Regions from separate parts of the Sus scrofa genome. Here region 1 is linked to region 2. Evidence: chromatin contacts called from public HiChIP or PLAC-seq data. All regions are on one chromosome and are shown on one strand. Each heading gives the region's core, a stretch centred on a gene start, on an enhancer-like site or on the middle of the called end of the contact. The rest is flanking DNA. Distances are from core to core; before and after follow the strand shown.

Region 1 (4,420 bases), core at 715-3,214, 300 kb after region 2:
GAACCAGCCATGCAGAGGTCTAGGAGAAATGTATCCCAGGCAGAGGGATCTGTGAGTGCAAAGGCCCTGAGGTGGGAGTATTTCCAGAACAGAGAGGAGACCAGTTGGCTGGAAGGAGTTGGTGCCAGCAGGAGAGTGGCAGGCAGTGGGGTTGGAGGGGTGGGAAGGAGACAGATCACACAGGGTCTTGTAGGCTGCACGGGAAGAGCTCGGCATTGCTTCTAAGTGTGGTGGGAGGTCACTGGGGGACTAAGGCAGAGGAGACTGAGTCTGACAGTGATGAGGCACTGAGGGGCGAGGGGATCAGATCTTAAAACTGAGAAGCTTCAGCTTCACCCTCAGGACAGTGGAGAACCACACATATAAGGAGGTCACGTGGCCAGATGTGCCTAGGAAGATCTAGAAAGATCCTTCTGATTGCTCTGTGGAGGCCCAATCAGAGAGATAAGACTGGGTTCAAGAGAGATGGGCCTATTGCAGGTATCAGGCTGGAGAGCAAGTCTTGGAGAACTTTCATGGTTCTAATTCCTTGCATTTGCCAAACTCTGAGTCTGCCTAAGGCCCTCTGCCAACAGGGCTTCCTTGACCTTCATCTTGCTCAAATGTCACCTCCTTCAAGAGGGCTTCCCCAGCCACCAAGCTCCCCCATCACAGCACATGTTACATCTCCTCCATGTCCTAGGCCACAATGGTAATTATTGGATTTCTTTTTCTGTTTACTTGAATATCTCTCTCTCTCTGTTCTCTTTGTGGCTGGTTCCTCTGCCAAAAGCTCCATGGAGCAGGGATTTTTTATCTACAGAGCCCAGCACAATGTCTGGCACAGAGCAGGTGCTCAATTTGATACTTGTGAAGTGGGACTAAGGAGGGGAGGTCCCGCTCCATCTCTTGGGAAAGTTTAGCCCCCTCCCCAAGGGGCATGCATACCTCCACCGGGCATGGCTCTGAGCAGCTTCCCTTTCACACTCATGGTGGCCAGCTCTTCCTTTTCCAGCTCTCAAGTCAAAGAAGCACAGGAAGAAGAACAAGGGTGAGAGTTTTGAGAGCTACGAAGTGGCTCATCTCCGGCTGCTGAAGCTGATTGAGAATGGGAACCTGAATCAGCTCATTGAAGAGTTTCTGGCCAAGGAGGAGAAGAACTTCGCTCGGTTCACGTATGTGACGGAGCTCAACAATGACATGGAGACCATGCACAAGAAGACCGAGAGAATCCAGGTTGGGGCACCTCTTCTTTCCCAGGCCTGGGCCCGCCAGCTTCCACAGTGGTCTTCCCCAAATTGGGTTTCTCAGAACATCTTTGAGATGCTCTGAAGAAAAAAAGGGCCTCAAGTCACAAGAGTTTGGGAAACACTATATTCCATGGCATATTTTATAATCCACAGTTTGGTAAACGATATCCATGGCCAGATATGGCCCTTGGCCTGTTTTTGTCTAGTTCATGAGCTAAGAATAGTTTTTGAAGAGTTTAAGGGAAAAAAAAAGGAGTATGCAGGACAGACCACACGTGGCCTATGTAGCCCAAAATATCGACTATCTGGCCTTTGCCATCAAAGCTTGCTGACCCTTATTAAAAAACAGCTTCACAGAATTGAGGAGAGATGGTAAATTGATCTTGGAGAGAGCTGATGTTTTCGAGCATAGAAAAGACTCTGACAAGTCCTGTAGTACAGAAACCATTTACCTTTGTTGAACTCATAATTTCCCAAACTTAATTGGCTCCGCAGGCTACTTACTCCCCAGAACACACATAAACAGCCTTTGGAACTATGCACGGTAGAGAGTCTAAACCCCTTAGTGTGACATTCCAGTAACTTCAAAATTTGACTTTGACCTGCCGCTGCAGGCTCAGCTCCCATCAGGACCCCCAAGGCACTCTTGGCAGCTGCCAGTCCCAGCTGTCCCTGCATCTTCCTCCTCTGAGGCTTTCCTCGTGCTTCTTCCTCCCCCCAACCCCGGCTTTTCTTCTGATGCAATACCGCTCATTAGTCCTAATGCTGCACAAATGTCACTTCCTCTGGGAGTTCACTACTCTTCCCTCTGAGGTCCCTGTGCTCTGTTTATCTGACCAGGGGAGCCCTTCCTTCTGCAGTGTCACCATTTCCTAAATGTGGGGCCATGTGCAAGTAGACAGTAGCTAGCATATAGGTGAAACATTTTAATTTACTAGTAATGAATTCATTGTAATGAGGATTAGGAAAAACATAGCTACCAGAGCATTGTGATTCAATGGATAGGATTCCTTAGGGTGATAAATAATAGTAATAACAATAAACAAATAATGATAAACATAATAAGCAAAATTTGGTCAATTTAAAACTACTACTAATAATAGTGATAGGTAATAATTATACAGGTGGTAATGTGGAAACGGAGATGGTTGTATCAGTTACTGGGACTGTCAAAGGAGATAGATGGCATGCCCAAAATGGGTAAATTGAAGTGAGTTTTTAATTTTAATTTTTATTTATTTTTGCTTTTTAGGGCTGCCCCTGCGGCATATGGAAGTTCCCAGGCTAGGGGTTGAATCAGAGCTGTAGCTGCTGGCCTACACCACAGCCACAGCAACGCCAGATCTGAGCTGCGTCTGCGACCTACACTACAGCTCATGGCAATGCTAGATCCTTAACCCACTGAGTGAGGCCAGGGATTGAACCCATATCCTCATGGATGCTAGTCGGTTTCGTTAACCACTAAGCCACGAAGGGAACTCCTGAGGGGAGGCTTTGTTTTTGTTTTGTTTTTAAGGGACTATTTACAAAGGTCTAAGGGAATTAAGAAGGGAGAATGCAGAACAGCACAGCTGAGCTCCAGAATGGCTGAGGGGAGGGAGCAGTTTCTGGCCTCAGGAGACAGGTGTGTGGGAAAGGCTGTCTGTCCTTCCTGGAGGCCTGTGGCCAAACTAGTGACCAGCCAAGATGGAGGGCAAGTTCTCCCAACCCCACTGTCCAGTCCAGTCTCCAGCCAGGGTCTGCCCTTGGCTGGGCCCAACCTGAGCCAGAGAGCGAGGGGGAAAGGAGCCTGAATGGCCCTCTGTCTCTCTTCTGGAAGCTGATCTTCCAGAGGTTTGGCATATACCTTCTGCATACCCAGAGCACAGAGGAGGCACCAGGAAATGGTTCTCCAACAGTAATTGACCTTGGCCTTCCCAGTCACCTTGAGGCATGTTCCCTCCTTTCTCCTTCAGCCCCAGCCTGTCTCTGGTGTGAGGACAAGTATGTCTGAGGAAGGATGGATAAACTCTCACCATCTCTGTGCCTCAGTCTCCCCATCTGTAGAATGACATACTTGGACCAGAGCAGTAGTTTCTAAACTTTGATTAGAAAGCTACAAAACTTTTCTTTCAACCCAGGTTATGGGGAAACACCACTATGTAAAACAGATGAAATGGAGTGGTTCTGGAGAAGGGTAGAGGTGGGATGGGTGATGGGAGAGAATGTCTAGGACATTTTTTGCCGCCTTGTGGCAATTTTTTTTTTTTTGTCTTTTTGCCTTTTCTAGGGCTGCTCCTGTGGTATATGGAGGTTCCCAGGCTAGGGGTATAATCGGAGCTGTAGCCACTGGCCTACGCCACAGCCACAGCAACAACGCAGGATCCAAGCCCCTTCCGTGACCTACACCACAGCTCACGGCAACGCCAGATCCTTAACCCACTGAGCAAGGCCAGGGATGGAACCTGCAACCTCATGGTTCCTAGTCAGATTCGTTAACCACTGAGCCACAACGGGAACTCACTTGTGGCACTTCTGCTCAAGCTAAGGTTCAGATTTTTTTTTTTAAGTTAAAAACAATTAGGATTATAACATCTGACTTCATCCCCACCTAGAGGGCTAGGATCAGATGTCATGAACTGGGTGAATGTAGCCTCTGTTCTGCTGCTTGGTCTCCCTCATAACCCAAATTTTAAAATTAATATGTTGCCCACATTTAAAAATCAGGATATTTCTGGTTTCCCTTGGAAAATCAGATCTGACGACTCCGAGGAAGCTGAGTGCCTGCTGCTTCTGTAAACCCAGCCGGCCATGCTCGCCCTCACTCCCCCAGACCAGCTGGGTCCAATTTGCTCTGAGGCAGCCAGTGGAGCCTAGTTGGGACTTCCTGTTTAAGCGCATCACCACTGCCCTCTGGTTGCCATCATCAGTATTGTGGGGAAGGTTTTTGCAGCCCAAAAGAGCTAAAGGAAAGGATGAAAGGATGAAGTGGGCAGGACCAGTGGGCAGGATCCTGAATTCTCATTTTCCAGGAGGGAGCATCTTACTAATCCCAGTGGGATGACAGAGAAAAGCCATAGCAGAAACTTGGGACGACCTCAGTCAAAAACCGACCCCACCAGGAAATGGTTCCTGAACAGAATTGACCTTGATCTTTCTCATTCACCCATGAGGTACTCTCTCTCTGGCCTTAGGGTGAGTGCGCCTGATGA
Region 2 (4,394 bases), core at 1,441-3,940:
GGGCAGAGATATCCACTAAACTGCTGCAAATATACATTTGAAACTCGGGAAGAAATTTAGGACAATGAAGTAAATTTGGCTCTCTTCACTGATGGAAAACAATTGAAAAAACATGACCTACTAAAAAAGGATTAACTTCTCAGAGTCTAATCATAAATGGTTTCTGGAACAGTGATTTCTTAAATTATTTAGCATCTGCTATTAGAAAAAAAAAGATGTTTTATATCCTCAAGAACCAAGATTCATCCGAAATATTTACTGCCTAGCAATTATTCTATCAATTCTCTGTATTTGCATTTGCACTGGCCCCACAGTGGCTGAAAATGAATCAGTGAGTTGTCCCTGAAGAACATGCTCTGATCCAAAGCACACATGCTAATGCATTCTGTCCTGCTCAAGGACAGGTTCCCAACAGAGAGGGACTTCCATCAGATGGATGCCCTGGCTATTTATTGAGTGAACAGAAGTCTGATTTATACATTATATTAATGACATATGTCAAGAGGACAGGATTGCTGGAGTTCCCGTCGTGGCTCCCGTCGTGAATCCAGCTAGGACCCATGAGGTTTCAGATTTGATCCCTGGCTTCGCTCAGTGGGTTAAGGATCTGGCGTTGAGGTGAGCTGTGGTGTAGGCCGGTGGCTACAGCTCCAATTAGACTCCTAGCCTGGGAACCTCCATGTGCCACGGTACGGCCCTAGAAAAGACAAAAAAAAAAAAAAAGGACAGGATTCCTACTTCAAGGTTTTGAGGTTTTGTAAAAAGGCATTCTGCAGATGTGCTAATGACTTTAAACTCTCAAAACAGTGAATTTAAAGGCATTGAGAAACATTTGAATAACATAATTTGAGTAACTGATCTAAGAAAACATTTGTACAGTTTATATCAGAGAATGTTTGGCCTACAGTAAGCATTCTCTTTACTTAATCTGTTTTTTGTTTTTGTTGTTGTTTGGCCACACCTGCAGCATGTGGAAGTTCCCAGGACTGGGATCAAATCTCTGTCACAGCAGCAACCTGGTGCTGCAGTGACAACACCAGATCCTTAACCTATTGTGCCACAGGGGGCCTCCCTACTTCCTATTTTCTTATTGTTTGTCTCCCCTCACTAGAATGTAAGCTCTGTGAGGTTGGAGATTTTTGTCTGATTTGTTCTTCGCTAGTCCACAGCTCCAAAAGTAGTCCCTGTATGGTAGGTTACAGAAAAATACTTATAAATTATTTGCAGGCCCTCCCTTTGAAAGCTGAAGTACTTCCCCAACTCTCAGCTGGACTTGGACTTGCTTTGATATCAATAGAATGCATTAGAAGTGATATTATGTGGGTTCCAAGCCTAGGCCTCCAGAGACCTGTCAGTAGTTCCTGTTGTAGCTCAGCAGGTTAAGAACCCGACTAGTATCCATGAGGATGAGGGTTCGATCCCTGGCCTCTTTCAGTAGGTTAAGGATCCAGTGTTGCTGCAGGCTGCAGCATAGGTACAGATGTGGCTCGGATCCAGTGTTGCTATGGCTGTGGCATAGGCTGGCAACTGTAGCTCCAGTTTGACCCCTATCCCAGGAACTTCCATATGCCCCAAGTATGTCCCTAAAAAGCAGGAAAAAAAAAGAAAAGTATGTCAGCTTCTACTCTTAAACTAAGAATGTTTCCATCGGCCTGAAAATAAGCACAGCAAAGTGTAGACTCCTGGAAGATTGCAGACCAGGTGGTGAAAGGCCCCAGCCATCCTGCTGTTCCGGTTGTCCCAACTTTGAGGCCCCAGATGTGAAAGTGAGGCCATTCAAAATGATCCAGCCACAGTTAAGCCAGCCTTCACCAGAGGAGCCACTCAATCGTGAGAAATAACAAATGTTTGTTATTTTGAACCACTAAATTTTTGATGTGGTTTGTTATCCAGCAAAAGCCAGCTGATCAGCCTTGTACACAGCAAGTGCTCAGTAAATATTTATGAAAATAATAAATGTTGCTGTTTTTATTAATTCAGTTAAAAATAAGTTGAGAAATATTTATAGTGAATCCTTTTGCTTCTCATGGTAACATTATTATGCTGTAGAAAGTTATAGCCTACCTGAATTTTATTTCATGGGCTTTATGTTCAAACTTAGATTCAGAGGAGTTCCCGTTGTGGCTCAGAGGGTTATGAACCCAACTAGTATCCATGAGATTGTGGGTTTGATCCCTGGCCTCGATCAGTGGGTTAAGGATCCAGCGTTGCCTTGAGCTGTGGTGTAGGTCACAGATGTGGCTCAGACCCAAGTTGCTGTGGCTGTGGCATAGGCCAGCAGCTGCAGTTCCAATTCCACCCCTAGCCTGGGAACTTCCATATGCCAGAGGTGTGGCCCTAAAAAGCAAAACAAAGCAAAATACAACTTAGATTCATAAAATTTAAAAAAGAGAGAGAGGATTTCCTTTGTAGCGCGCAGCAGGTTAAGGATTTAGCATTGTCATTGCAGCAGCTCAGGTCACTGCTGTGGCACAGGTTCAACATGCCACCAATATGGCTAAAAAAAAAGAGAAAAAACAAACTTAGATTCAAAATCTAGCCATACTTGTTAAAACAGCATAGCACAGCACTTAACAGAGCTCTAGAACTATAGCTTCATCTTTTGATATTAAGTACCTACTCCACAGGGATATTGTGAGGATCAGAGGTACTGCATGTGCAATGTGTGCTGCAGTTTCTACTGCAGGACATTGGGCCATAGCTGTTGTTGCTACACACTCCTCTCTTCCTCCTCTCAGAGGAAAAGAACCCAATGATCAGGTTTTACTTTCAGAGGTTCCATCCAGAAATATCAGTCTTGGATGAAAAATACTGAAGGAGAATCATACATATATGATCTGCAGTGGGTATTTACTGTTTTACACGCAATATAAGAAATTCCCTGAAAAGAAGTGGGAGCTCTGCTACCTGATTGGTCAGAGGGTGTGACATGTTACATGGTGTCCACTAGGGAGCGATAAATACATTCATTAAGGAATAGTGCTTCTGGTAAGCTATGTGTACCTGCCAACTATTGAATATTACTTTAATTTTACTATTTTTATATGGCTGTGAAATTTAAAGCCTTTTAAACATCTGTTAATTTTGCACTTGAAATTATTAATGTATTTCCTTATTATTTTTAAGGTATTAAAAGAATTCATAATGTGTGTTTTCAAGAAAGTCAGCCTTTGCAAGTTATTTTTGAAAAGAACATGTGTACTAATATGCTAGTGATTCAACCAAGGTAATGAGCTCTCTTTTGCTTATTTTTATTCTTCTGAATATAGTCTGGTCACAGAGTAAAGAATTAATGCTCTAGAACTTTAAACTCAGTCATATGTATGTGTGTGTGTATTTCTAACATTAAATATATATATATAAGATACATGAATATATATATATAAGACATATGAATATATATATAAATATATATATATTTAACCTAACAATGGACTTACAGAAATCACCTTACAGGATCAAGAGGAAGCCTTAAGAAAGATAATAGTAAATAATGACTAATGGTAGAAATTATACTTTAGTGGTCAAGAAAGTTCTAGAAATACCCCATCAGTGGCTTTTTACATTAAGTCATTAAGAGAAAAATATATGAGCTAATAATATTTTGAATTAATATACTGCCTTCTCTCTGAGTCTTAACACACATAGCCCAAGGATATTTTAACATTTTTTATGTGAAGTGATTTTTATCCCTATTTCTGTTTTTTTTTTTCCTAGAGAAGGAGTGAAACATATTTGTCAGTGAAAGGTACTCGATTTTTCAGTTAAGCTGTAGCATTAAACATTTAACAGTAATTACTTTGTGAGCCAAAAGATCTTTTATCCTTATTGTTTTTTAAATTACGAGAAAGTATGTGTGTTCCTTGCAATATACGTAAAATTTGCGGAAGAGTGCAAAAATGAAAAATGAAAGTCTTTCTCATCTACTTGCTGTGTATATCCTACTTGACAGAGTAACACCTCATAACAAGTTGGTATATATCCTTCTGCATTTTCTGTTTATAGCCAGTCTCTCTATAACTTTCTCTCTCTCTGTAGCTATGGATATCTTTTTTTTTTCTTTCTCCCTCTCTCTCAAATTTATATCACATACTAGACACATACATACTTTTTAAAAAGAAAATGTCCTACTACTATTCTTGTCTGGCAATTTGCTTTTTTAGTTTCTGTGTCCATCTTATTCTTTTTAATGATTATATAATTTTTCATTGTGTGACTGAAATGTAATTTAGTTACCCATCACCCTATTAGTAGAAAAGTTGGTAGTTTCCAGCTTTTTGCCCTCACAAACAATGCTGTTAGTAGTGCATAGGATAGTGTATTAGTTCCTGTTTCTGTGGAGTAAATTGTCCCATAGCTTAAAGCTTTAGAAATAACCAGACATTTATTACTTC

Evidence for each region. HiChIP or PLAC-seq counts read pairs in DNA pulled down with a chosen protein or histone mark.
Region 1: an H3K27ac HiChIP or PLAC-seq map of alveolar macrophages shows a contact between it and region 2. The contact joins two enhancer-like sites. A contact is called at or near these places in 3 of 47 Hi-C or Micro-C datasets (alveolar macrophages, epiblast stem cells and omental adipose tissue) and 1 of 2 datasets of contacts at active chromatin or transcription factors (alveolar macrophages).

The regions. Positions count from the first base shown.
Region 1 is chr14:32,183,302-32,187,721 of Sscrofa11.1, forward strand. It overlaps CCDC63 (coiled-coil domain-containing protein 63), which reads left to right. Exons shown (of 13, transcript XM_021072528.1): 8 at 995-1,215. Among named protein-coding and RNA genes, the nearest start is that of MYL2, 28 kb to the right of the region's middle. Within about 2 kb of position 1,965, at least 2 of the 83 cell types and tissues checked have an H3K27ac peak or open chromatin away from gene starts, as enhancers often do. A contact at or near this core is called in alveolar macrophages, where this site is marked.
Region 2 is chr14:31,878,876-31,883,269 of Sscrofa11.1, forward strand. It overlaps RAD9B (cell cycle checkpoint control protein RAD9B), which reads left to right. Exons shown (of 11, transcript XM_013982863.2): 5 at 3,127-3,226. Among named protein-coding and RNA genes, the nearest start is that of VPS29, 11 kb to the left of the region's middle. Within about 2 kb of position 2,691, at least 3 of the 83 cell types and tissues checked have an H3K27ac peak or open chromatin away from gene starts, as enhancers often do. A contact at or near this core is called in alveolar macrophages, where this site is marked.